Regions from separate parts of the Mus musculus genome. Here regions 1, 2, 3, 5 and 6 are each linked to region 4. Evidence: chromatin contacts called from public HiChIP or PLAC-seq, Micro-C and promoter capture Hi-C data. All regions are on one chromosome and are shown on one strand. The core of a region is the stretch at or near the end of the contact, and the rest is flanking DNA. Distances in the headings are between cores, read along the strand shown. Region 1 has its middle 190 kb from the start of 4930570E01Rik. Region 2 has its middle 84 kb from the start of Gm51411. Region 3 holds the start of 9430038I01Rik (RIKEN cDNA 9430038I01 gene). Region 4 holds the start of Tcerg1l (transcription elongation regulator 1-like). Region 5 holds the start of Glrx3 (glutaredoxin 3). Region 6 holds the start of Dpysl4 (dihydropyrimidinase-like 4).

Evidence for each region. Promoter capture Hi-C pulls out the DNA fragments that hold promoters and counts their contacts. Hi-C and Micro-C count contacts between places; a contact is called where the count stands out from the background. HiChIP or PLAC-seq counts read pairs in DNA pulled down with a chosen protein or histone mark.
Region 1: a contact with region 4 is called in an H3K4me3 HiChIP or PLAC-seq map of stem cell-derived neural progenitor cells, with 4 times the contacts expected there. The contact joins the enhancer-like site here to the promoter of Tcerg1l in region 4. A contact is called at or near these places in 8 of 39 promoter capture datasets (3T3-L1-derived adipocytes, the C10 cell line, the HPC-7 cell line and 5 more), 1 of 484 Hi-C or Micro-C datasets (cerebellar granule neurons), 10 of 115 datasets of contacts at active chromatin or transcription factors (VIP interneurons, astrocytes, embryonic basal ganglia and 6 more) and 1 of 9 other capture datasets (embryonic stem cells).
Region 2: a contact with region 4 is called in an H3K27ac HiChIP or PLAC-seq map of embryonic stem cells, with 5 times the contacts expected there. The contact joins the enhancer-like site here to the promoter of Tcerg1l in region 4. A contact is called at or near these places in 7 of 39 promoter capture datasets (the 3T3-L1 cell line, 3T3-L1-derived adipocytes, cranial neural crest and 4 more) and 9 of 115 datasets of contacts at active chromatin or transcription factors (embryonic basal ganglia, embryonic forebrain, embryonic hindbrain and 5 more).
Region 3: a contact with region 4 is called in a Micro-C map of embryonic stem cells, with 8 times the contacts expected there. The contact joins the promoter of 9430038I01Rik here to the promoter of Tcerg1l in region 4. A contact is called at or near these places in 1 of 39 promoter capture datasets (embryonic stem cells), 2 of 484 Hi-C or Micro-C datasets (embryonic stem cells and forebrain) and 2 of 115 datasets of contacts at active chromatin or transcription factors (bone marrow-derived macrophages and embryonic forebrain).
Region 5: an H3K4me3 HiChIP or PLAC-seq map of neural tube shows a contact between it and region 4, with 5 times the contacts expected there. The contact joins the promoter of Glrx3 here to the promoter of Tcerg1l in region 4. A contact is called at or near these places in 4 of 115 datasets of contacts at active chromatin or transcription factors (astrocytes, embryonic stem cells and neural tube).
Region 6: a contact with region 4 is called in a promoter capture Hi-C map of liver, with 3 times the contacts expected there. The contact joins the promoter of Dpysl4 here to the promoter of Tcerg1l in region 4. A contact is called at or near these places in 2 of 39 promoter capture datasets (the C10 cell line and liver) and 1 of 484 Hi-C or Micro-C datasets (embryonic stem cells).

What each region holds. Positions count from the first base shown.
Region 1 is chr7:137,839,474-137,843,376 of GRCm38.p6, forward strand. No RefSeq gene overlaps it. Among named protein-coding and RNA genes, the nearest start is that of 4930570E01Rik, 190 kb to the left of the region's middle. Within about 2 kb of position 2,173, at least 5 of the 459 cell types and tissues checked have an H3K27ac peak or open chromatin away from gene starts, as enhancers often do. A contact at or near this core is called in stem cell-derived neural progenitor cells, where this site is marked.
Region 2 is chr7:137,568,001-137,571,794 of GRCm38.p6, forward strand. No RefSeq gene overlaps it. Among named protein-coding and RNA genes, the nearest start is that of Gm51411, 84 kb to the right of the region's middle. Within about 2 kb of position 2,396, at least 10 of the 459 cell types and tissues checked have an H3K27ac peak or open chromatin away from gene starts, as enhancers often do. A contact at or near this core is called in embryonic stem cells, where this site is marked.
Region 3 is chr7:137,408,603-137,412,478 of GRCm38.p6, forward strand. It overlaps 9430038I01Rik (RIKEN cDNA 9430038I01 gene), which reads right to left and starts at 2,154. Exons shown (of 4, transcript NM_029886.2): 1 at 2,038-2,154. The coding sequence starts at 2,106.
Region 4 is chr7:138,395,349-138,399,573 of GRCm38.p6, forward strand. Tcerg1l (transcription elongation regulator 1-like) reads right to left here and starts at 2,382. Exons shown (of 12, transcript NM_183289.3): 1 at 1,973-2,382. The coding sequence starts at 2,305.
Region 5 is chr7:137,435,098-137,438,999 of GRCm38.p6, forward strand. Glrx3 (glutaredoxin 3) reads left to right here and starts at 2,476. Exons shown (of 11, transcript NM_023140.5): 1 at 2,476-2,674. The coding sequence starts at 2,577.
Region 6 is chr7:139,083,493-139,087,668 of GRCm38.p6, forward strand. Dpysl4 (dihydropyrimidinase-like 4) reads left to right here and starts at 2,509. Exons shown (of 14, transcript NM_011993.4): 1 at 2,509-2,669. The coding sequence starts at 2,631. It overlaps Jakmip3 (janus kinase and microtubule interacting protein 3), which reads left to right. Exons shown (of 20, transcript NM_028708.2): 20 at 1-484.

The DNA.
Region 1 (3,903 bases), core at 923-3,422, 560 kb before region 4:
CAGCCAGGCTCTCAGCCAAAGGACAGACTAATAACTAGAAACCAAGTGGTCTTCCAGAGATAGCCAATGTGGCCACCACTGGAGACATCACCATGCACATGGGCTTCATTGCAGCTGGTCACTGGAATAAGACAGTCACTCCTTAGACTCTGGTGAAAGGCTATGTTCATTACCTGCCATGCAGGCAAGTCTTCATGCTTTGGCCTTTGCTCTGCCCTCTACCTCCACTCCAGGAAGTCCATACTAGGCTAGATTCTTCTCCTGGTAAACAGAGAAGAAGCCATGGCTGTACAGATGTTAAAGCAAAGTCACAACACAATATTGACACACTCTATGAAGGGAGTCAGGGACAGTCTTTGTAGAAACGTAGAGTGGTGCTGTGTGGGGAAGAAGAGAATTAAGTGGCTAATAAATGTGAAAAGTTCTTCAATGGTACTAGAAAGGAGGGAGGTGTAAATTAAAGCCAAAATAGGACACTAACCTCCAGTGGCTGTAAATGACAGAAGGCTTGGTGTCAAACGGTGACATGTGAGAAGCTATTGATCCCAAAGATGGAGGGAAAAAGACTACAGACCCAAATCATTGTTACCAAATTAATTAAAGCAAGGTTTCTATTTGTGTACATGGGCTGCAACCCCCTAAGGTGAGGTTTGAGAGGTTAGCACCAGATTTGAGGAAGGCAAAGCTTTTATAACTTAGGGGTGGGGGTTTCCAAAGCAGGCTGGGGGGGTTGGTGGGCGTGGTTACAGGAGCAGATCATAAGCATAACAAGTTAGTCATAAAAACCCTTTTAAAGTAAGGCATGGTTGCAAGTTGGTGATTAACTTTTTGAAACAGAGACCGGGTTGCTGCTTCCTGGAACAGGCAGGACAGAACCATTTCTCGTCAAGGTTACAGGTGCAGCATAGCCCAAACCTTGAGAAACAGAGGTTTAATCCTAAGCAACAAGGAGCTGAGCTGTCTTTACTACAAGGTGGCTCTCAAGTCTAAGATGGAGGCAGACTGGTTCATCAAAGTCAGGCAGGAAGACTGATGGAGGATGATCGCATTAATGTGAACTGGGACTTTAACACCAAGACAATGCTAACCTTCAAGGGAGGGAGGGGTATGGGAGAGGAGGGGAGGGGAGGGGAGGGGAGAAAGGGGAAAGGGAAGGGAGGGGAGGGGAGAGTGGGACAGAGCTGTGACTCAAAGGGCATCCAGGCAGTGTCTGGGCTGGGGTACTGACCATGGGCCGCTGCATGAAGCTATGCCCCTGTGGTACTCATTTTACAATAGTACAGCTAGAAGGCTTCGTAAGGAATTCCACAGAGACTCACTGTGCAGGATCCACATAAGGGACAAGGAGGGGTGAGAAGCCACCTTGAGTGGGTCAGGCCAAACCTACTGTCTTGGGAGTAAGCTTCTCCATCTCAGAAGGTGAATGGCTGAGCACTCTATAGGATGGACAGACTACAGCTGCTTTGGGAGGATGACCTGGTCCCAATGCCCAGGGCTGAGCTCCACCCCCAGCCCCTCTCCAACCCCACCCCTCCCTGGCAGCCCTTACATCAGCTTACCCCTGTCCCTCTGAGGATCTCTCCTTGCTTGGGTATTAGCAGAAAAGAGGGGAAAAAGGTCTGATACAATGCTGCTAATTACATTAAGAAGTAAATGCAAAACAAACAAACAAACAAACACAAACAAGGGAGCAACACAGCATCACTAGGGCGTGGTTAGTGAAGCAGACTCTGGGATGTAGAACTCTGCAAATGAGGTCAAGGGAGGTCAAGAAAGGTCAAGTACATTTCCCTAAATGACTTTTGCTTCCTTGAAAAGACCCTTTGGAGAAGGAATCTTAAAGGGGCAGGACACCATTCTTGGAACTAGTTTAATTCACCGATAATGCTGTTTCAAAGGGAAAACATTTCTCTAGCACAGAGCTAAATGCAGAAACCCGTAAGTCAGGCCTAACAACGAGAGACGTGAATAAAATATATAAATGTTTAATAATGGTGCGGATAAGCCAGACAGAGATTTCCTGAAACAGGGCAAGCACTGATCATTTGTAGATTACTTTGAATAAGGGTCAATTTTTGTTTTAAGGAAAACAGCTGAAATGTTAAATATTTATGAGGCTGAGTCACTGCTGCAGGGGGCGGTTGTGGTCCACGCTGACGGTCCAGGAGCAGGCTGCTGAATCACACACTGTGATGTCTCCTATTCTTCAGGGCTATTAGAGGGGGTCAAGGACAGTATAAGATCATTTATCATCTAGGGAAAAAATAACACCAAATGTAGATTTTTCTCCGAATCGACCCAGACTGAAAGAGGGGATTTACAAAGCCCGGTGCTGGAGTCACCATGTAAATTGCTCCTATCAGTTTGTTTGGATGAACTTAAGCCACAGTGAGCCCTTCCTCTGGCTGTAAAAGGGGATAATGACCCTCTCTGCTGCTGGTTTTCTCATTAAAGCACCATAAATCTGGGAGAGGCAAAAATTCTGTCAACTGTTCCCTGCCAGTTCCATAGCTGGAAAGTGCCTCTCCATTCCTTTTCCCGTAGTTCAGGAACCTGGAGGGGCTTTTGGCAACTCTATCAAGTTCTTTCCTGTGTCATGAGGAGTTTGGGATGGAGAGATAAGTAGTTTAGAATGTGCCTAAGGGGAATCAGATGGCATGCACCTTTGTATATATTGTGGACACATAAATACAGGACACCCCTGTATCTTGTGCATTTACATAAGCAGGTTTAAATGTATTTGTGTGTCATATTCATAAATCCAAGGTATACATATAAATATGCATATTACATGCAATTCTGTATTACACATATATTTATAAGACATACATTATATATTCAGGTATCCATATATATATGGATACCTGAATTTGCAGACACAGGCAAGTATGTGTGCAACTGCATGCTCATTCACGTTTTTTACTGGGCACAGTATGGATGGCACAGTATGGTATTACCTCTAGACAGCAGTGATATTTGTGTTGTTAGCTATGGGATACCCAGATTCTGTTGGCACTGTGATGCTTAAGTCTTATATGGCCTTCTTCAGAGGGCACACTCTGGGCTGATGTTCTCTCTCTCTCTCTCTCTCTCTCTCTCTCTCTCTCTCTCTCTTCCTTCCTCCCCTTCTCTCTTTTTCTCTCGCTCCATTTTTTTGAAGCAGGGTTTCTTTGTTTAGCTCTGGCTCTCCTACAACTTTCTCTGTAGACTAGGCTGGTCTCAAACTCAGAGATTCACCTGCCTCTGCTTCCCAGCTGCTATGATTAACGCCACCACAGCTCAGCTGGCGTTCTCTTAATCGGCGAGAAACTGCCATTTCCTGATGCACTGGGAGCCACTGGTTTTCTTGAAGAGGCTGATGGCTGCCAGGGCTCAGCCCTAAACATTACATAGCAGTGTCCACAAGATTATATAAGTGAAGCTCATAGCAACTCTCTTGGCAAGACCCTAATCTACAGAAAATGTGCTGACCTGGTTAGAAGAGTTTCCTAACCCACATGTGACCCTGGGAGGTCCCTCTTTCTTTTTAATCCTGGAGATCTGTATCTGTATCTGTATCTGTATCTGTATCTGTATCTGTATCTGTATCTGTATCTGTATCTGTATCTGTATCTGTATCTGTATCTGTATCTGTATCTGTATCTGTATCTGTATCTGTATCTTTCTTACTGCAGAGATCAGAGCTGTGTAGGTTCTGAGGATGCTGCTGCCCCTGGTGGGCTGTATGTGCTTGATGCTTTCAACATAACTTAACCGTCTTGTAAGAAGCCTGGTGGCCTCGAGATCTTGATTCTTTACCCACCAAGGCTTCCTTGGTGATGGGCATATGTTGGCTGACATCTCCATGTGTCCACAAGAGACTTCACCTAAGAGCCCTTGGTCTCTCAAATGATTTTAAGATGG
Region 2 (3,794 bases), core at 1,146-3,645, 830 kb before region 4:
GAGACTCAGCAATAGGAAGAAAGCAACACATAGCTCCAGGCTCCTTAGGAGGCAGGGGTGATGGGGCTCAGAAGCCTCACGCAAAATATAAACTGGATGACCCTGGTGAAGACATGAGCAGTTCAACCATAGAATAAACCTCCTTTTTATAAGCCTCCTATTCATTTGGTTTGGTAAGACAGTGGCTCCTCTGAATTGTGGCTGGGCACCATTTTGAGAAATTACTTTTTTTTTTTTTTTTTTAAATAAGACTAAGTTACCATCACAGCCTGGTAGCTAGAAATGATCACAATAGAAACAGCTACAGAGGGTAGCTATGGAGACGGAGAGGGCACCGAAGAACCACAGGCTGCAGGAGTATTGTCCAAGCAGTGAAGATTGACACAGGAAGCCCCATCCTCAGTGGCTAGGGGATGAATCTATGATCTGAGTATATGCAGCGTCTGATAGTGTAGATTCTGAGATCAGCGGATGACCCAATTTCTGACATCATCTATGTGCCATGAGGTTCACTGCCAGCCACATTGGGAACAAAGCTGTGGCAGAACTAGAACACTCAGCTTCCACACCCTTATCTTTTCAATAGAGTGTCGCATCTCATTGGGATTTGAAAGCACCAGGACTGGTCATCCTGTGCAGATCTCAGTCCTCTGTTTGTTGCCCCCAGTCTCCAATACCCACAGAACCATCCTTGGCTAGAGTGTTAGCTACTCCAAGGTCTACAAATTGGGGGATCGTCACAAACATGAGAGAACCAGCCCCCACAAAGTCAAGTGTGGTCAGCAAGGCTGCTGCTATCCAACAGAGGAAGTCTAAAAGGAAGATAGTCTGGCAGGTACCTAATACCTGCTGCACCCATGATGAGCAACATTCTGAGTCTTAGGGAAGACAAGGATCTCTGACTTCAGAGGAATCCAACATGCCCCATGCAGATGACTTCAGCTTTAGATGGCCCAGGAAGGAGGTGGCGCCAAATGTCACCATCATTGTTACTTGTGCTTTGCCCTTTTATCTTTTAGTAGCTTTCAGTAGTATGTTGATGGGCAGCTTTTAAGAAGCTTTGTGGATTTACTTCTCATTCTGCTTCTAACATTTACCTAATTGCATTTGTGTATTTTTGTACAAGCTTTGTCACTAGCAAGAAAACAGACGACTTGGACGACTGTGGCTTGAAAATGCAATGCCCCCCAGAGACTTGTGTGTTTGAACACACAGTCTCTTGCTCATGGTGTTGTGTGTGGAATTTGTGAGCCCCTTAGGAAGTGGAGTCTTAACTGGAGGAAGTAGCTCAATGGAGGTGGGCCTTCCGGATTTATAGGCAGGTTCCACTTTCTTTTCTCTCTCTACTTCCTGACTGCTGCTGCAGTGTGACCAGTTGAGCTTACACTTCTGTCTTTCCCGACATGATGGACATGATCCTCTGGAACTGTAAGCCAGAATAAATCTTCCATTAAGTTGTTTTGGCTTGAGTGTTTTCTCATAGCAACTGAAGGAAAACTAAGACAATGACTCAAAGCCAGGCCTCTCTCCAACCCTAGTAGCTTTTTGAGGAGAAAGAGGGCGGAACACATAGACATACAGATCCACTTAATGAAAAGTCCTAGATTTATGGGCCTTTGAAAGGCATATTTTGTAAATCCCTTTACTGGGAACTGAAGTGAAAATAGAGGAGACTCCGAAGACTCCTGTTAGATCAACAGCAGAGCCGGGGACCAGGAAGGAGCAGAAGTCTACCTTTGACCTGCTTTTCCCCCGTGACATCAATTGGTCATTTGAAAAAGAACCTCCCCTGGAAGGAAGTGCTTTTCCTGGTACTTTCCTCAGGAAAAAGAGAGGCAATGGCAAGCCCAGCCCTCTGGTGTTCTGATAGACAGGGGTAATTGAGATATGAGACGCGCATAGGTGTCCTATTCTCATTATCCTGAGGCCAGAGTCACCTGGTCTCTGAGAATTTCCAGGGTACCTCAAGGCATCAGACATCTACTGAAAACATACTCAGGACCACAATCCTTCCATCTCAACTGGCCATGACCTCCAGAGGTCACACATCTGTCCTAGGAGCTACATGCATTTCCTCTCTTCCACATGGCAATGGACCCAGAGTCATGCCACAGTTGGGATATGAACTCTCACAGGGTCAAGTACACCAACATCTTCTTTAAATAATAAGAAGATTCACATATGCATGTCATCCTGCCTTCTGGCCCCATGTTACTTCATGTACAGCTCCATAGACATTTGTAGCCTCCCTCAGCCTTGAGCAGGCTGGCTCAGACCTGTTCTGCCACTGTGAACAAGACCAACTAGGGTGGAGTCTTCTGACCTAGATAGGTCTATTGTTCTGCCACCTGTGCTCTTCTCCAAGCAGCCACTACCTGCTGAGAGGCTGAAACCTTTCTTCCTGAGATAAGCAACACCCTGGACCAAGTGCTGGAAGGCTGGCGACAAAGCATCAAAAGCCTGGTGTTGTGGGGGATGGGCCTTCCCCCTTTATAAGCTCAGACTCTTAAGTAAACATTGGGCCTTGATCAGAAAATTTTGTCTTGGTCTCATTATTTCTCTTGCCGTCAATTCTCCATATAGCCCCAGCCTACCTTTCAAGAACCTGGTTTGTGTGGCCACAGACAGCCACAGACATTAGCCTCTCAGGCAAAAGACCACAAGAGGTCTCCAGGCCCAGAGTACTTCCCAGATAGTGGTATTTTAGATGTTGGTTCAGCACTCCTCAAAGCTTATGGAGTAGGGATACGGTATCCTGGAAGGAGTTTTGGGATGGGGTGGGGGTGGGGGAGGGTCAATCACAGCATTAGAAAGATAAATCATTTTGAACAGGTACCAGATCCTTTTAAAAGGTGGTGGAGCCATCTAATCCTCATCTGGGGTCCCTAGAAGGAAACCTTAAGACAAATACTTGAGTGCTGAGCTTGTGCCAGGAATATGATTCCAAGAAGTACTTGCTGAGAGGGGAGGAGACAGCAGGACAGTGAGCTGGGATTAGATAAAATAATACAGCGTCACTAGTAGTTAATTGCAGACAACAATGCTTAATGGGAAGCTCTGACATCCCACAGAAAGTATAGAGTCTAAAGCCACATACCCGGAGACAAAGGAATGTGGGTCCTTGTGTTGTTTAGTTAGTTAGTAGCAGAAGAATTCCCTAGGGAGATGAATGAGATCAAGGATTGTTGGGAAACACAGCTATTAAAGACTCAGTCTACCATGACCAAGGTTGGTACAAAATGGAGGACCTCTTTTTTCAGTGGGGCTTCTTCTTCTCCACTTGACCTTATCTGAGGAGTCTGACCCCACATCCTCTACCTGAGGAATGTCGCATAGTCCTTGGTGAAATCATAGGTTCAACTCCCTTTCCCCTGGAGGGGAAGGCCCTGCCTAACAAGCACCTGGAGTTCCTCTCCATGCAAATGAGGTATTCCCAGTACCTTAAGCCTCAGCCAATGAACATTCACCCCAAAAAAGAACCTCTTCCCACTCTCCAAGGTTTATATAGCCCTTGTTCACACTGAATAACGAATCCAAGCTTTCACCAGATATTGTCTAAGAGAGCTGTTTCACTGAATATCACCCATAAGAGCTGTAGCACTGAAATCCTTGGAGAAGACCTTCTCCTACCCGAGGCTCCACTCCATCCTCTTACCCTGATCACCCCGAGGGAGGAAGCAGAACTCAGAACCACAAAGTATGCCCTGGTGTCAGAAATAGCCCTTAGGTAAGGGGATAGAGGCTCCAAAACTGGATATAGGGCTGAAAGACAGAAATCCAGACATTGCCTGGCT
Region 3 (3,876 bases), core at 904-3,403, 990 kb before region 4:
GGTCATTCTGGGTTATGTAACAGAATTTGAGGACAGCCTCAACTAGAGAAGACTCAGTCTCAAAAAACTACTAAGAGGTAGTAAATGAGGGGAAAACCGAGTATAAACTGGTCAATATGCAAGGAGAAGAGATAGCACCATTCTGCTAACAAACTGCCTACTCCTAACCTCTTCCATGCCTAAGTCTCAACAAAGAACCATAAACTTACGTAAAACATTGAGTGCAGTTTGAAGTAAGTTTACGGTGTAAGTACATTTAAGTTTATGCAAGGAAATCAATCCTTACATTTTACCAATGAAGACTCGGGAGCCAGATGCTGGCACAAAAAGTCTCCTTGTTCAGAGACAGAGAAAACACCCAGCTGGCCTTCCTCCTCAGTCGATGTCCCAAAAGCCATGCCCCCCAAAAGCCATTCTCCCACACCTTCATCAAAGAACCCCTTTAACTGCGTGTCCTTCTACTTCCTGTGTATCTCTCTGTCCATCTTCCTGCCTTCCTCCTTACTCTCTATGACGTTTTAATACTTCTATGTTCACTTCCTGTCACCTGTTGCTTGTTCTGCCTATTGACCATGGCTGACTTTGTTTTATCCTGTTTACAACAGTCAAGCTAAAAACGTTTGCATTTAAAGGTGTGTGCTAGGGCTGTTTTCCCAGTAAATAACAGAATCTGAGGGTTGAAGAGTGTGATCAAATATCCTGCAACAATTGAGGGTTCTTTTGTTTTGTTTTATTGGTAATTTTTTTTTTGTAACTCAACTGTGCAGGTACCTAGTGAGAACTCTAGAGGTTGTTGCAATGTCAGATGCCTTGCAGGCTCAGCTCCTGGGCAGCACTTGGCACAGCCAGCTTAGCCTACCCAAAGACTTCCACCTTCCCTTAAAGGAATGCTTAACTTCCCCTTGCCTTCTCCCCAGGTTTGGGGCAGGAAGTTAGGTGTCTTCTACAGACTAAGCACCTGGGCTTTCATAGTGCTCCATTTATAGGCTTGGCAGATATGGAACCGGTCTACAGAGACCTGTCTCTTAACCAACTATCAGACTATTCAAACAATGGATTCCAAAGAAATGGTAATTTCTCCAGGAATCTCACGCCAGCGTCCCAGAGCGGCGGCTTCGAGGGGGGGGGGGTAACTTGTCTCAAAGAAAGATTTCACACAGTTCTGTCAGACCCCTTCACAAGATGACACTGAAGGTGTGGGAGTGGTGGCTCACGCCTTTAATCCCAGCACTTGGGAGGCAGAAGCAGGTGAATTTCTGAGTTTGAGGCCAGGCTGGTCTACAGAGTGAATTCCAAGACAGCCAGGGCTACACGGAGAAAGACACTCCCCGCCCCCCCCCCCCCCAAAAAAAAGGACACTGAAGCCTAGACAATGCTAGCCAGACTATACTTTTTTTTTTTTTTTTTTTTTTTTTGGTTTTTCGAGACAGGGTTTCTCTGTGTAGCCCTGGATGACCTGGAACTCACTTTGTAGACCAGGTTGGCCTCGAACTCAGAAATCCGCCTGCCTCTGCCTCCCGAGTGCTGGGATTAAAGGCGTGCGCCACCACTCCCGGCTCAGACTATACTTTTGACACGGACTTCTTAGATATTCTTGGCTCTCTATTTCAATTTTAGTCTCACTTCGGGACTCCTGAGTCAGACTAGGAGTGATTTCCTCAATCGCTTTGTTCCTCTTCGACTAGGTGTTTTAAATCTTTTCCCGCTTTCCAATTTTAACTTGGCTCTTTCAGTTTGTTTATGAGGATAGATCGCCAGAGCGGACTTGTGGCGCAAGTTGTGATCCATGAACTCCATAACACTCAGAATACTACAGCTTAAGTCAAGGGAGCACATAGCTCCTCATCTTTGCGCAAGCGCAGCGGGAGGGGCGGGACTGTCCTCTGCCTAGCTCCACCCAGGCCCCGCCCCTGGCCCCGCCTCGGCAGCAGGCTTACGACGTCCAGCCCGCCGGTCATCCGGAAGGACCTCGCCCCGGGCGCCCGCGCGCCAGCTAGGACGCCACCTCCCTCTGCCCACGCCCTGCCCGGAGCTTACCGCGTCCCCTGCCGCTGGCAGCTCCTCCGTCCTCCGCCGTCTCCAGCGGCCCGACGCCAGGCTGTCCATGCGGCTTCACGTACCGCCTCTCAGGCCACTCGGAGGCGGGAACCACTCGACCACGTGTCTGGAGAAGCCAATGAGGAGGCGTGGGGCGTAGCCTAGACTCCACTGACTGCCCTCGCAGAGGGGCTGCAGGCAGGAGTAGCCGAAACCCGAATCTCCTACGGCCTGAAGTGCGGGTAATTCTTCCAGCAGCCACAGGTCGATGCCTCGCAAGCCCAAGCCGTGAGTGGCTTGTCGATTCTCGGTTCACAAAGTCAGTCCCAAAGGGCGTTTGTTTAGGATTTGCCACCCTTCGGCAACCCTTGGTCCGCGGGAGGCACGCCCTCCTCTCCTTCCTTGTGATTGGTTACTGAGTCCTGATAAGTAGATCCACGGACCAATCGGCACGCCTGAGGCTGCGCTGGGCGTTGTCTTTGGGAGTTGCAGTCTGACAGCTATCAGTTTTGCTCTATGGTACAAGAGAACTCGAATTCTCAACCTGGCCTAGTGGGCAGAGTCCTGCTGTGATTTTGCTGGCGGGTCGAGAGCATACACAGGAACACCGTGACCTGGGGCAGGGACAGCCACAGGCGTCGGGGATACGGAGTGGCTCTCGGCCTGGCTTTACGGAAAACTACACACTTGACTTCTCAGAAGCTATGCCAGGGTTCCTGCTGCAGCTTGAATAGGCTCTCCCTCTCCTCCCTCCCTCCAGGGCCCACCGCAAAGTTCTGAACTGTTCTCTACCAAAGCTCCCAGACCCCCATGCTTTATTGACGAATTAAATTAGAGCCAGTTCTTTGGCAGTGATTGTCTAGCAGTGGGCCTGTGAACTGGTTTGAACCAGTGGGAAGTAGAGAAGCTGCTTGGAGCAGAGACCGTAAGATCCCCTTTTCCAGTTCCAGTGTAGTGTTAGCTTCCTGGGACGATGGCAGCCTTCACATCACGAGGACAGCTAGTGGCAATGCTAGTGGGAAGTGAAGTTTAACACGAGATGGATTGTCGCAATCTCGTGTCACACACCCTTCCTACCTGGTGTATCTTTGGAATTATGAATCTATTGAATTTTTTAAAAGGCTTGGCAGTGTGTCTTGGTGTTGGAGTGCTTCCCTAGTGTGTTAACTGGGTGTTGTCTAGAGGAACCAAACAGGGTCTTAAAGACAGGAAGGTAGATGGAGGAAGGAGGATCAGAAATTCAAAAGTCAGAGGCTTGTGAAATGGCTCAGCGGGTAAGAGCACTGACTGTTCTTCCAAAGGTCCTGAGTTCAAATCCCAGCAACCACATGGTGGCTCACAACTACCCAAAATGAGATCTCATAATGAGAGCCGACACCCTCTTCTGGTGCGTCTGAAGACAGCTACAGTGGTACTTAATAAAATGAATAAATCTTTGGGCCAGAGCAAGCAGGGACTGAGCAAGCAGAGTTGACCTGAGCAAGTGGGGCAACCAGAGCAAGCAGAGGTCCTAAAAATTCAATTCCCAACCACCATATGGAGGCTCACAGCCAGCTGTACATGTACTCATATACATAAAATAAATAAATAAATCTTTAAAAAAAAGAAATTCAAAAGTCATCATCATAGTGAGGTGGAGGTTAGTCTGGGCTACTAGAAACTGTCTTAAAAACAAAACAGGGGCCTGGAGATATGGCTCAGCAGTTAAGAGCACTGACTGCTCTTATAGAGGAACTGAGTTCAATTCCCAGCAACCACATGGTAGCTCACAACCATCTGTAATGGAGTCCAATGCACTCTTCTGGTGTGTGTCTAAAGACAGCTGCAGTGTACTTGTAT
Region 4 (4,225 bases), core at 1,132-3,631:
TGGATCATCATAAAAATATCATTTCAGTCTCTTTGATTATAGGGAAAGAACTTCCAAGATAAGACCATGAGAGACTCAAAGGTACTTCCACAGTCCCTGGTTACACAGATACCTAGGTGAGCTAAGTAGGTCAGGAGGCAAGCCCTAAGGTCAGAAATCCTGGAGAGGGATTGGTGAGGAAAAAGCAGATGATGAGAGAGGAGAGAAAACAAAAGAGGGTGGGGAAGGAACCAGAAAGGTTTCAATGCATTCAGGACCTGTCAAAGGACTAACTTAAAAAAGAAAGGAAGGAAGGAAGGAAGGAAGGAAGGGAGGGAGGGAGGGAGGGAGGGAGGGAGGGAAGGAGGGAGGGAGGGAGGGAGAAGGGGAATGAAAAAAGAAAATGAAAAGATAAGGAGTTTCTGCCTTGGGCTGATGGGAAACCATGATGGGAGGGGCAAAGGCTGACTTTGGGGCCTTTTCTTTTGAATTCTCAGCCTCCAGTCATGGAGAGCACAGAGCTGTATCTCTGGCATCTCCTTCAGTGTGCTACTTTGCATCATTTCATTTGTCATTTTGAAACTATTTTAAGGAGTTAAGATTGTAACTTTTTGAAGGTTCGTTAAAACAGATTCTAGAGAAAAGAAAATTGGTGGAAGATCTCAGTGCAGAAAATAATACAGCCAGCACAGGAAGGGCACACAACCAAGTATGGGTCACCCACTAAACCACCCCAGTAATGCTGAGGTGGGGGAACACTCAGTGGCTACTGTTTCAAAGTCACATTTTTTGTTTGTTTGTTTGTTATATGTAAAAATAGCTTTCTGATTCTCCCTATCCTTATTTGGATAGTGAATAGCAGCAATATTCAAAAGACTAATGCTAAGATTTTTTTTCTGAAATTTTTTTTAAAAAAATTATTTATACAGGGTGTTTTTGGGGGATTTCTTGACATTATGTACCTCTAGTGGTAACACTCTGAAATGGCAACCCTCCTAAACATGGCAAAAGCTAGCAGAGCTTATCCAATAAAGCTGACTACTATGTGTATCACACATCAAGATAGGATGCCCAGTACAGCATGTATCTGCATCGTTAAGTCTAAGGAATAGCTTACGGGGAGTTTCATGACGTCTTGTAAAAAAAAGTCACAAGGTGGTACCGGGCTAAAATAATGAAAAGGTATATTGTGACAAAATGCTCATTTGAATGTGCTAATGGTATCCGTTTCGGCGTGAAATGCAAGCTATTCCTGCATTCAAACTCACTCGCACAGATAGTGAACGAGGAATTTGGCCGAAGCCAGGAGAAAGGTTGCACCACGACACCATCAATCAAAGGTGCAGTCACTTTTCTTTGCTGTTCCAGTCTCTGCATGCCAAACTCTTCTAAAGTAGGATCTGGCTTGAGGGAATTCAGAGGGCAGGAGAGGAATTCCCCACACAAGACGCTTTCATGGCAGGATTTCCAGGCTGCCTTCCGTGGCTGGAATTCTCTTAAGCACTGCCCTGAATCTATGTGAAGGAGTAGGGGGACCAGATCAGAATCAGAAATAGCTATTGATCTGCAGCTTGCTTTCAAGTCTGGTGGAGACTGTAAAAGTATTAACTTCGAGGCGATGGCAGCCACGGTTGTTGGCTGCAGCGCTCTGCTTGGAGGCAGCGACTTCAGGACCGCGTTCTGGACAGCGCCCGGCGCCGGGGAAAGTTGGGTCCAGGCTGTTTGGCTTCAGCCAGGGATGCGGGATCTAGGGCGGTCTAATGAGAGCCAGGGGAAAATATTGGGGAAAAAAAAAAAGACTGCCAAAGCAAAACCGGACGTCGAAGCATGAACTTTCTTGCCAATGTATGAATGCGCGGCTGCGTCCTGATGGTATGGAGAACCCAGGACAACCCAGGAACGGAGAAGAGCCAACCCGAGGGTCAGGGCAGCCCCAGGATAGGAAGGGACCCGCAATACCGAGCCTGGGTGGGATCAGGGCTGGAGCCGTTACCTGTCCGTGGAGCAGGGGATAATGGTGCACGGCGGCGTGGTCTGGCGCAGAGGACAGCGGCAGCAGGGGCAGCAGGGGCTCTCCCGGGGCTGGCCAGCCCGGCAGCCGCGGGAGCAACGGGGCGGAGGCAGGCTGCGCCGAGGCCAACAGCACCGGCGGGGGCGCGACCCCGGCGCCAAGCCGGAGCAGCCCGGCGGTGCCGGGGACCATCCAAACCCAGGGCGGTGGCGGTGGGTCTGCATTCATCGGCCACGGGAGAGGCTGCCGCCACCGGGGCTGCTGGGGCTGCTGTAGCTGCCGCCGCCGCCGCTGGAGCCTGGCGCCCGCCAGCATCCTACACCCCCGCGCGGGCGGCGGCGGGGGCGGCGGGCGCCCGAGGTGCGGGCCGGCGGCGGCGCGGGCTTCGGAGCGAACTCACTTGGTTGCGCGACGCGGCCGCTCGCTCCGCCCCTGGCCCGCTCTGGAGCCCCTCCTCCTGCCCGCGCCAGCCCCGGGCCTGGCGGGGCCCCAGTCCCCGCCCACAGATCCGGACCCCCGAGGCGGGGACACAGCGCGGCACGATGGGGTGCTCCCAACCCAGCCGGCTGATTTTTTTTCTACTGTGATCCCTAGCCCACTCCGTTGTCGCTACTGGTGGCCAATTGCTCTAGCTGACGGTGCGCACGGAGGGTCCAGGGGCTCCAGACCCCGCTTGCGATCCTAATGGCAAGCTGAAGCCGAGGTGGCTGCGCTGGAACCGGGCAGGTCCCGCCACTCGCGGAGCTGGCGGCCCCGGCGTGATCTACCTGATTTAAAGTGAGTCTAGGGCCCAGGGCCCAGAGGGAATACTAGACTGCAGACGTTGACGCCAGCTGAGTCCCGGACCCTTCTAGGCATGGGTCGATTTCTCTCTTGGATAAATATGCAAAATATTTTCCCAAGTCTCTAGAGGTTCACTGTGCCAGGAAACCCGAATTTTTAGTACTGGGTCTAAAGTCCTTTCTGGCTATCTGCTGGCTTCAGCGCCCTCCTTTGCCTCTGCTTTAACCCACAGACTCCCAACCTCTACCCTCTCTCTGATGCAAGGCACAACACAAGTGACTTCTTCTAGAGGGCTTGGCCTCGGTGAACTTGTTTTTAATCCCTCCGGGCACAGGACTGAGTTCCTTCATGCCTCGCCATAAGCTGCTGTGCCGCAAGAAGTGTCTGGGTCAAAGAATCTCTTGCTCCACTCGTTCCACGCGGAGCTTCCTTTCTCTAAGCCGGCGGAGCCAGGCTTCGCTCTGATCACAAGCAGTTTCCGCCAGGCGGCGCTGGTCCCAGCCCCTGTGCTGACCTAGCTTGCGCAGAACACTGGGTAGACTGGTCCAATGCCAGGTCTTCTCCATCAGATCCTCTGACATCAACTGGTAACGGCTTCCAGCCCCAGTCCAGTCCTAGACAGTTTGTGCCGGCGGCAGGGCACAGACTGTCACGTGCTAAAGAACCTGAAACCCTAGGCATCCAACTTCTGGTACCAAGCAGGAGCTTGCCAATGAAGCCTGCCTGACGGCGGGAAAGTGCAGTCCGCACAGCTACATCCAAAGACACACCTAGGTCAGGCACATACTCACCACCCTTCACCCCGTTCGCAGCCCCTCCTGGTAGAAATAGAAGCACCCACTTGGCTCCAATCAGTTTCTAGGTAGGGTTGCTTCCTCGTTTTCCTGGTTTGCCTACCTTTCTAACTTCCTCCTGACCTGTCACAATTTCTTTTTGTCTCAACATATGCTGATTTACATAGCTGGCACATCGCTACTTCTCTCCACCCAAACCACTTACAATTTGTGAGGTTTTCCCTTTCTTGGATGCCAAAGTACTGACAAGATTATTTCCCATGTAAAGCCCCAAAGCTTCGCAGATTGGAGCAGTGGTATCATCCACTGGAGGCTGCACTTCTGTATGTACACAGGTGATGTTATGTGGCCATCTTGCTCTCTAGGCTCCCACTCAAACTGGGATGTTGTGCCAGTTGCTAGGTAGACTAATTCCCCCCATCCCCCCTCGAGAGCTTGCGCGTGCAAAGCTGTATTCTTAGAGAAGTAGAACAGGGTCCATTCATTCCTTCATGGTGTGACCTGGGGGCATAGAAGATTCCCAGTGGCCTTGTCTGGGTTGTGTGTACTCTCAGCAAAGCAAAGTTTTAGGCCTGCAGCACCTCTAGCTCCTGGAGTGAAGGAAGGGAGTCACCCCAAATCTGTGGGTACTTACCATCCTGGGGGGCTTCTACACCGG
Region 5 (3,902 bases), core at 1,226-3,725, 960 kb before region 4:
AAAAACAACATTTAATTGGGCCTGGCTTACAGGTTCAGAGGTTCAGTCCATTATCGTTAAGGTGGGAGCATGACAGTATCCAGGCAGGCATGACACAAGCAGAGCTGAGAGTTCTATGTCTTCATCCAAAGGCTGCTAGTGGAAGACTGACTTCCAGTCAACTAGTGTGAGGGTCTTAAACCCACACCCACAGTGACACACCTACTCCAACTAGGTCACACCTATTCCAACAAGGCCACACCTCCAAATGGTGCCACCCCCTGGTGCAAGAATATACAAACCATCCCAGTGGGTATCCAGTCTTTATTTTATTTCTTATTCTTTTATGAAGGCAAGGTTTCATACTAAAGCCAGGCCCTCTTTTCTCTTGCATTTTACCTCCAAAGAGTTCTCTACAGTCTTTGTTTTCAGTCAACTCTTTATTCAAAGATGTAGATTCATATATACTTAATATGAAAAAGAAAAATGCTGGGTCTGGAAGCACATGCCTGTAAGCCCAGGACTTGGATGGTGGAGGCAGGGGGATCAGGAGAGCACGACAAACTTCAGCTACACAGCAAATTGGAGGTCAGCTTGTGCCACTTAAGAATGTATTTCAATAAAAACAATAATACATTTATTACCAACTAGGTACACATAGTAGGTAAGTTTATTATCAACTAGGTGGTACATACATATAAGTCCAACATTTTGGAGGTAGAAGCAAGCAGGTCGTGAGTTCAAGGCCAGTCTTGGCTTCATAATCAACTCTAGGCCGTCACGGCCTACATGAAAACTTGTTTCAAAATATAAAGGATGTGTGTGTCGAGACAGAGATAATGTGTGTACTGTCTCCCAATGATAAAACCTTGTGTCTTAGTTAGGGTTTTACTGCTGTGAACAGACACCATGACCAAGTCAATTCTTTTTTTTTTTAAAGATTTATTTATTTATTTATTATATGTAAGTACACTGTAGCTGTCTTCAGACACACCAGAAGAGGGCATCAGATCTCATTAAGGATGGTTGTGAGCCACCATGTGGTTGCTAGGATTTGAACTCAGGACCTTTGGAAGAGCGGTCAGTGCTCTTAACCGCCGAGCCATCTCTCCAGCCCCGACCAAGTCAATTCTTATAAAGGACAACATTTAATTGGGGCTGGCTTACAGGTTCAGAGGTTCAGTCCATTATCACCAAGGTGGGAGCATAGCAGCATCCAGGCAGATGTGGGGCTGGAGGAGCTGAGAGTTCCACCACTTGTTCCAAAGGCAGCCAGGAGGAGACTGGCTTCCAGGGAGCTAGGATGAGGGCCTTAAAGCACACACCCACAGTGACACACCTACTCCAATAGGGCCACACCTTCTAATAGTGCCACTCCCTGGGCTGAGCATATACAACCCATCGCACCTTGCAAACCTGTAATACAATACTATAATCAGGATGTTAATGTCCGCGTGTGACCCTGATGTCTTTCTGAGGTTTCTATGGCTTTATTGGTATTGGCGTATGTTTATTTTCTTACAGTCCTAAGTTTGGGGTTCTGCCCCCCCCCCCCCCAGCCAAGAAGCAGAACAATTTGTCCTGTTGCATTTGGAGCACTGTGATCCACATTTTTAGTAGGGGTGTTTCTCAAGATGTGTGTGACACAGCTTCCAGGGCTTTTGTAATCATAGGAGCAGGGCTGCCAATAGGATACAGGAGTGGCCACCGCAAGCAACTCTCCTGTGTTCTTTAAAATGGCTCAGTGAGCAGAGGTAAAAGGACATATTTAATTCCCAATCGATCGAAAATATTTCAATCTGTAATCTGTTACTGTTACTCAGGCTGGCCTGGAACTCACTGTAGAGCCCAGGCTGGACTCAAACTTAAGGAACTTCCTGCCTTAGCATGGGAAAGAGTGTGGAGAAGATACCACTGGCGAGTCACTGCCCGTACAGGGAAGCTTCTAGTAAGAGGGTCATGGAGGCTGGGCCTGGGTGGGAAGGTGCAGGAACTCTAAAAAGGAGCCTAACGGTTCTTAGAGGCAATGGGGCGAGCCATTTAGGTCTTGTGTCAAGGCTGCAACGGCTAACAGGTGTCACAGAGTTGTACTGAAGGTTGATTATGGGGTTCTGAGGGCACCTCTAGAAGAGTTCGAGTTTCCTCCAGGACTGAGGTACAAGGACTATCAGGGTTGTGCTCAGACACTATTGTTTTTTTAGTCTTAAGACTTCCTAGTTCATCTTTATGCAGCTTCATGTGAGATTTCAGCTTGCCAATGTTCTATTCTGACTTCACTCTAATTTACAATACACACATACTTACATCCCTTCCTATTACAGGTTTCTGAGCTCCAGAGCTACAACAGCCAGGGGCCAAGGCATCTAGCTAGTTAGCACACCAATACAAAGCAAGGAGGCTCCGCTAGCCCAACCCAGAGCCTCCCAGTTCTCCCAGTCCGAGGGCGTGACCTTCAGTGCCGGAGGGCGTGGCATAGTGTGTCAGGGGTGGGCCCCCGATCTCAGCGGGCGTGGCTTCCCCGTGCGCAGCCTCCTCGCGTGTCCGTCCGGCCCTATCGAGCCTCCGGCGCTCGACTGCTGGTGTCTGGCGGAGACAGCATGGCGGCGGGGGCGGCCGAGGCAGGCGAGGCAGCCGTGGCAGTGGTGGAAGTCGGCTCTGCCCAGCAGTTTGAAGAGCTACTGCGCCTCAAAACCAAGTACGCGGGGGCGGCGAGAGGGCCCGGGGACCAGAGGGCGGCGGGCCGGGGGGTCACGGGACTTGGGGGCGGCTTCCCAACGCGGCACGTCCGGAGCTGAGCTCGTGGTCCAACGGCGGCCCTACTTGGGCCGCGGCGGTAGCCCCTCCTAGGGAAGCGGCCCGCGGCGGCCCGCGTGCACAATGGACCTGCCCTCCGGAGACCCGCATGTGGCGCCTCCTGAAGGAAGCCTTGGCTGGCGACCAGCCTGCAGGCCCAGCTAGGGTCCCGGGCTTTCCTGAACCACCAGCCGGCTAAGGGAGGGTCTGCGGCGGCCGGGTGCGCGCGCCTCGCCTTTGGCCAAGCCTTCCTGAGGCCAGCCCTGGGGATGCGTGGGAAACCAGGACCTCGGCGCTCTAGGATGCTGCCCTGCCTTGATCTGCATGCAGAGTGGTGAGGGAGGGGTTTCAGGGCCCACTGCCGGGGATCCCCAACCTCTCCTTAGCCCCTTATGTGCTTGTAATCCTGGGGCAAGTTTCCTAACCTCCCCTTCGGCTTCCTCCCGGGTGAATGGACCGGTTCTGTTAAAGCTCTGTTTTGTGGTTGGCGTACCGGAAGCTCTCTCCACTAATGTGGGGGCCTTGGTATCCTCACTGAGCAGAGTGGGCAGGTGGCAGATTGACTGGCTGACATCTGCTACTCCATACAGTATGGAGGAGAATTACAATAGCTCATTCAGAGGCTGGCAGTGTAGCTAGTGCTTAATACACAAGAAACCCTGAGTTCAACTTCTAGCACCGAAAACAACAACTCATCTTCATCAACAACAAAACCAGTCCTTTCCAACCCTTTCGCATTTCAGGTTTACTTGATTTTAAATTTTTTTCCCCCCAAAGAAAAGAAAAAGGGAGAATGAGAGTAACATTAAGTAGAAGCTGACTTCTGATGGATCCAGCCAGGTCGTTTACCAGGCGTTTCGGAGGACGTCAGAGATGGCCTCCTGAAGTGATGAGGGCTTGTGTGGACATGTCCTGAAAAGCTTGAACTTAAATCGTCTGAGAAGATTCTTTTATGTGTGTGTGTTTCACATGCTTAGTTTGTCTTTATGTTTCATGTGTTAAACAGGCCTTAGTGGGTAAAAGTTAGCATGCCATTTATTCTGCAAGTTCAAGGTCAGTTTGATCTTCATAGTGAGTTTCAGGCTAGCCAGAGGTATATAAGGAGACCCTATTGTAAAAAATCAGGAAAC
Region 6 (4,176 bases), core at 1,259-3,758, 690 kb after region 4:
CGACTGGAAGTCAGGAGGGAGGGTGGAGAGTGGCTCTGAGGCACACTGATCGATCAGCTCTGGCCATCACTCCACCATCGAACCCTTTAAGGTGGGTTGTGTGTTAAAACACAGTCATGGATCTAAGTTTAGGCTCAGGAAAATCACATTGTGAGTATATGTATCAAAGCATATATTTATTGTTATCTTTTCTTAAAAAAGCTTTACTGTAAACTTATGCAAAAAGGAGCAGAACTTGGCTTCTTGTGGCAAAGTGCCAGGCAGTATTTGTGTTCGATGAAGCGATCCTCAACACAGCCCCTCTCAACACTCAACCTTTCCGTTCCGTGCTAAACAGTATTCCCAGGCTTAAACTAGGTTTGTATCGTGGTCAATTATAAATTTTACACATATTTTTGTATTGTGGTTCCTATAATATATACCAGAGAATTTTTACTTATTTGTAAATTATTGTACAGTTTTAATAAAACTTGTTTTAAATCCTAGCTCAAGGTGTCTCCTTGAGTGTTATTAAAGTGTGAATTTATTATCTGTCTTAGCCTTCCCTGCCTTCAGTATTTGGACCTCATGCCCACTGGGGAGGGAAGCCCACACCTTATCTGCAGCCTCATCCACAGACACTTAAAGTCATTGGAAGGACAGCCCCTTCAGTCAAAAGACGCTGGCAGTCGCTAGCTGAAGATGGCTACCAGTAAGCTCTATTTCAGTGACTTCATCAAATTCAAGTAGCTTAGGAAAGGAAAAAAAAAAAAACCAACCCTTTGGCACCTTAATAAGAACAGTTGGCTATATCCATTGTAGAAGCTCCCATTCTGATGAGGAGCTGAAATTTTACAGGTGCCTTGGGGGAGGGGGTGTCCAGGGCAGGTGGGAAGAAAGGTGGTATAGTCTAGACTCACTGCCAGGCCCATGACCCCTGTAGAGTGTCACAGCAACTCATTGTCCAGGAATGTGTTCTAAAGGACTGGCTGGGTGGACAATGTGAAGGTGGGGGTCTTTTGTTTAAAATCCATCCATCACTGTAGACTCCACAATGACAACAATTAATGTCCTGTGGGGTTAAGGGGTGTGTCTGAGAACACCTCTGGCTTGTTCCAAATCCTTAACCTCGGCTTTAGAATAGGCTGTCCTTGCTGGTCCTTAGACCCTCTTCTTACATCATGGTCCAGCATGGATGCATCATGGTCCAGCATGGATGCATCATGGTCCAGCATGGATGCATCATGGTCCAGCATGGATGCATCATGGTCCAGCATGGATGCTGCCACAGCACTTGGAGTAGACACCAGCTTCACAGCTCTTGCCCTGCCTTCTGGGAGTGGGGTGGAAGTTGTGTCCTGAGGGCAAGTCGCCAGGGTTCTTCAGGACAGTTGGTGCCTCTGGCCTGGCCCAACGCTTTCAGCACCCTCTGTTTATGGACAGCATCAGTACAGAAAGGCTTATGTGGGCTCCGAGGGGGCCCAAGAGGTTGCAGCACTGCCCCATTCCACATGCAGGCCTCATGCTAGGGGTTGGGGTCACCTGGCTGCAAATATCCTACTCCCACTGTGATAGCCGGCCCTACCCTGCATGTCTGTGAAGCCTCTGGCTGGGCTTAAGCTTGGTGTTTTCTTCTGCTGTGCGGAGGATGTCTTGGAAAATAAGAGCTATCGATGGATGCACCACCCGACAGCCTGAAGAAGTCCTCAGGTTGGTGAGCTACACCAGGAACCACAGGGCCCCCAAAGAGCCAGGCAGAGATGATCCAGCCAACGCAACCTGTCCCTGGGGCCTGCCCAATGTGGCCCCAGTCTGCAGGCCTCAGCAGGTAAAGGAAGTAGGACTCAGGTTTGGGGCAGGAAGCTTGGCTAGCTATCGGTCCTGGTCCCACCTGGATTTCTCTACAGAGTCTCCTCTTCGGTCTTCCCTGGCAGTGTCCAGTCCAGCCCTTTCATCTTTGTCTTGGTTGTTTCTCTCTGCCACTTCAATGACTACCCACCTCCTACCTTAGACTGGTGTGACCTGCCAAGGAACAGTTTGGCCTAGGCATCACCACTCCCTAGTCCCGCGGTCACACCAGGCTAGGGGATTGCGCTCCAACCCGGAACCATTCCTTGAATATGTATGGATTCTGCTAGAGATGCTAGGCTAGATTTTGGCTCCTCCACCTAGATGTGAGAATTAGTTTTGAACCCTGGAGCCTAGGATGCCTCGGGCCACCACAGAACAAGGCTAGGTGCGGCCAGGCTGGCCAGGTAACTCTTCTCCTGTCATTCCCTGATTGCAAACTTCATAAGTGATGGTCCTGACAGGTCGTAAGTCATCCTTCTCTACTCCGCACAGGTGGACCGGGGTGCAGTGGTCCCAGCCTGTGGCCTCCAGGATGCTCTTGGGGAAGGGAGGGAGAGAGGGAAGGAAAAGAAAAGGAAAAGGGAAAGATTTCCAAGCAAACCAGCACAAACGGGAGCAAGGGGGAGGGGCCCGGATGCAAATGACGGTCGGTGGGCGGGGCCTGGATGCAAATAAGCTAATCGGAGCCCAGAGCCGGGCTAGCTCACACTCGGACTTCCTAAGCTCCGCGCGTGTCCTCGTCGGTACGTCCACGCCCGCGCAGCCCCTACCGAGGACACTCAGCCCGCCCGTGTATCAGGATGTCCTTCCAAGGCAAGAAGAGCATTCCCCGGATAACGGTGAGTCGGGCCCCCGCCCTCGCTGCGTCTGCGCCCCTTGCCCACGGCGGGAGTGGCTTGGCTTGCACGCTCAACGGACGACCCTCCCGGCCCTGTCCGTGAGTCCCACACCTGCTCCAGTCCCCAGCCCAGCGCCACCTTTTCTGCCCTCTCCTTCGCGCGCCGCCAGCAGCGGAGAGAGCTCTCCAGGCCGCGCGGAACCCTTTGCGCAGTCGGCGCACAGGCCCGCGGCCCCGCCAGCTCTCCGGAATCCGGTGATCCGCTTGGAGAGGCCGGGTACGCGAGCGGCCTGCTAGCCGGAGCATAGGTGGCCGGCCTCCTGCTGGGTCTAGCGTGTGGCGGATGGGGTTCAAGTGGACATTGCCTGGAGCTCTGTCTCCAGGACGCCCGGCGGACACAGCCTTTGTTGGCCCCGGGGCCTCAAGGCACTCGGACGTCCGAAGCTGCTCCCAGAGCAGCCCGTGGCCGTCTACCCCCTGGGCGCGCCGCTTTCGTGTCTCTAGCGCTTTGTCCGAGACAAAGCGATTTAGCCCTGGCTAGTAGATCTGATGTCCCTGGAGGCCCCGAGCCCCTGCACGAAGCCGGGTTCGGAGACTCCACGGAGAGGTGAGTACTAACTGACCACTGAAACCAACATCCCTACAGAGCCCCCTTTCAGAACAGACCTCCTCAATACAGACACGCAGAAAGTGAGAGGTCAGTGTGTCCACCCTGCCGGCCAGGAAACAAAGCCTTCCCAATGGGGCTGCTGGAAGCCTCGGGGGAAGGGAAAGGGAGCTGGGATCAGCTGGACCAGGTCGCGGGCTCCGGGAGGTCTTTAAAAAGCTCTAGACTTGTTCTCATCATAAGAGCTCTGGAGTCTAATCAGGCTGTTGGAGAGGTCAGCTCCCTAGCCTTCTACGGGGAGTCCTCTTCTCCTATTAGAGGAACCAAAAGTAGTTCCTGCCTTTTGGCTGCCTACTGTTCCTAGGGGTCCAGGCCTGAGGGAAAAGTCCCACCAGCTAGCTGGCAGTGAGTAGAGATGGAGGTAGCAGTCTCCTGCCTAGTCAAGCAGTGTTCATGAAAAGAGAGAGGGCTCACTGGAATTCCCATTCATCTAGATAGTGTATATCACAGTATTGCTTGCTCCCCCAAATCCGGGGAACCCCAGAGTGCAAATTCTGGTGCCTGAAAATAGGAGTCTAAATAAGGACCCCCAGAACTCAAGATTTCTGGCTCAGAGATTCCTCCTAAGGGCTGAGTTATCCTAGATTTTTCTGATAATGGCTAGGCAGAGAGGGGAAGAGGAGGGGTGTGGTCCTGAGTACCAGCCCCACGAAGTGGGTGGCTGTGGTAGGCCTTTGTAGATACCAATGCTCAGTGAGACTGGTTAGTGAGCACTCAGACATTTGGAGAGAGTTTGTAAAAGAGCTGCAGCCATGCTAAGTAGAGTCAGCAAGCTACTTCCACGACGGGCCAGATGGGAAGTCCATTCAGCTTGGGGGCCATGCCATGTCTATCTTGCTTG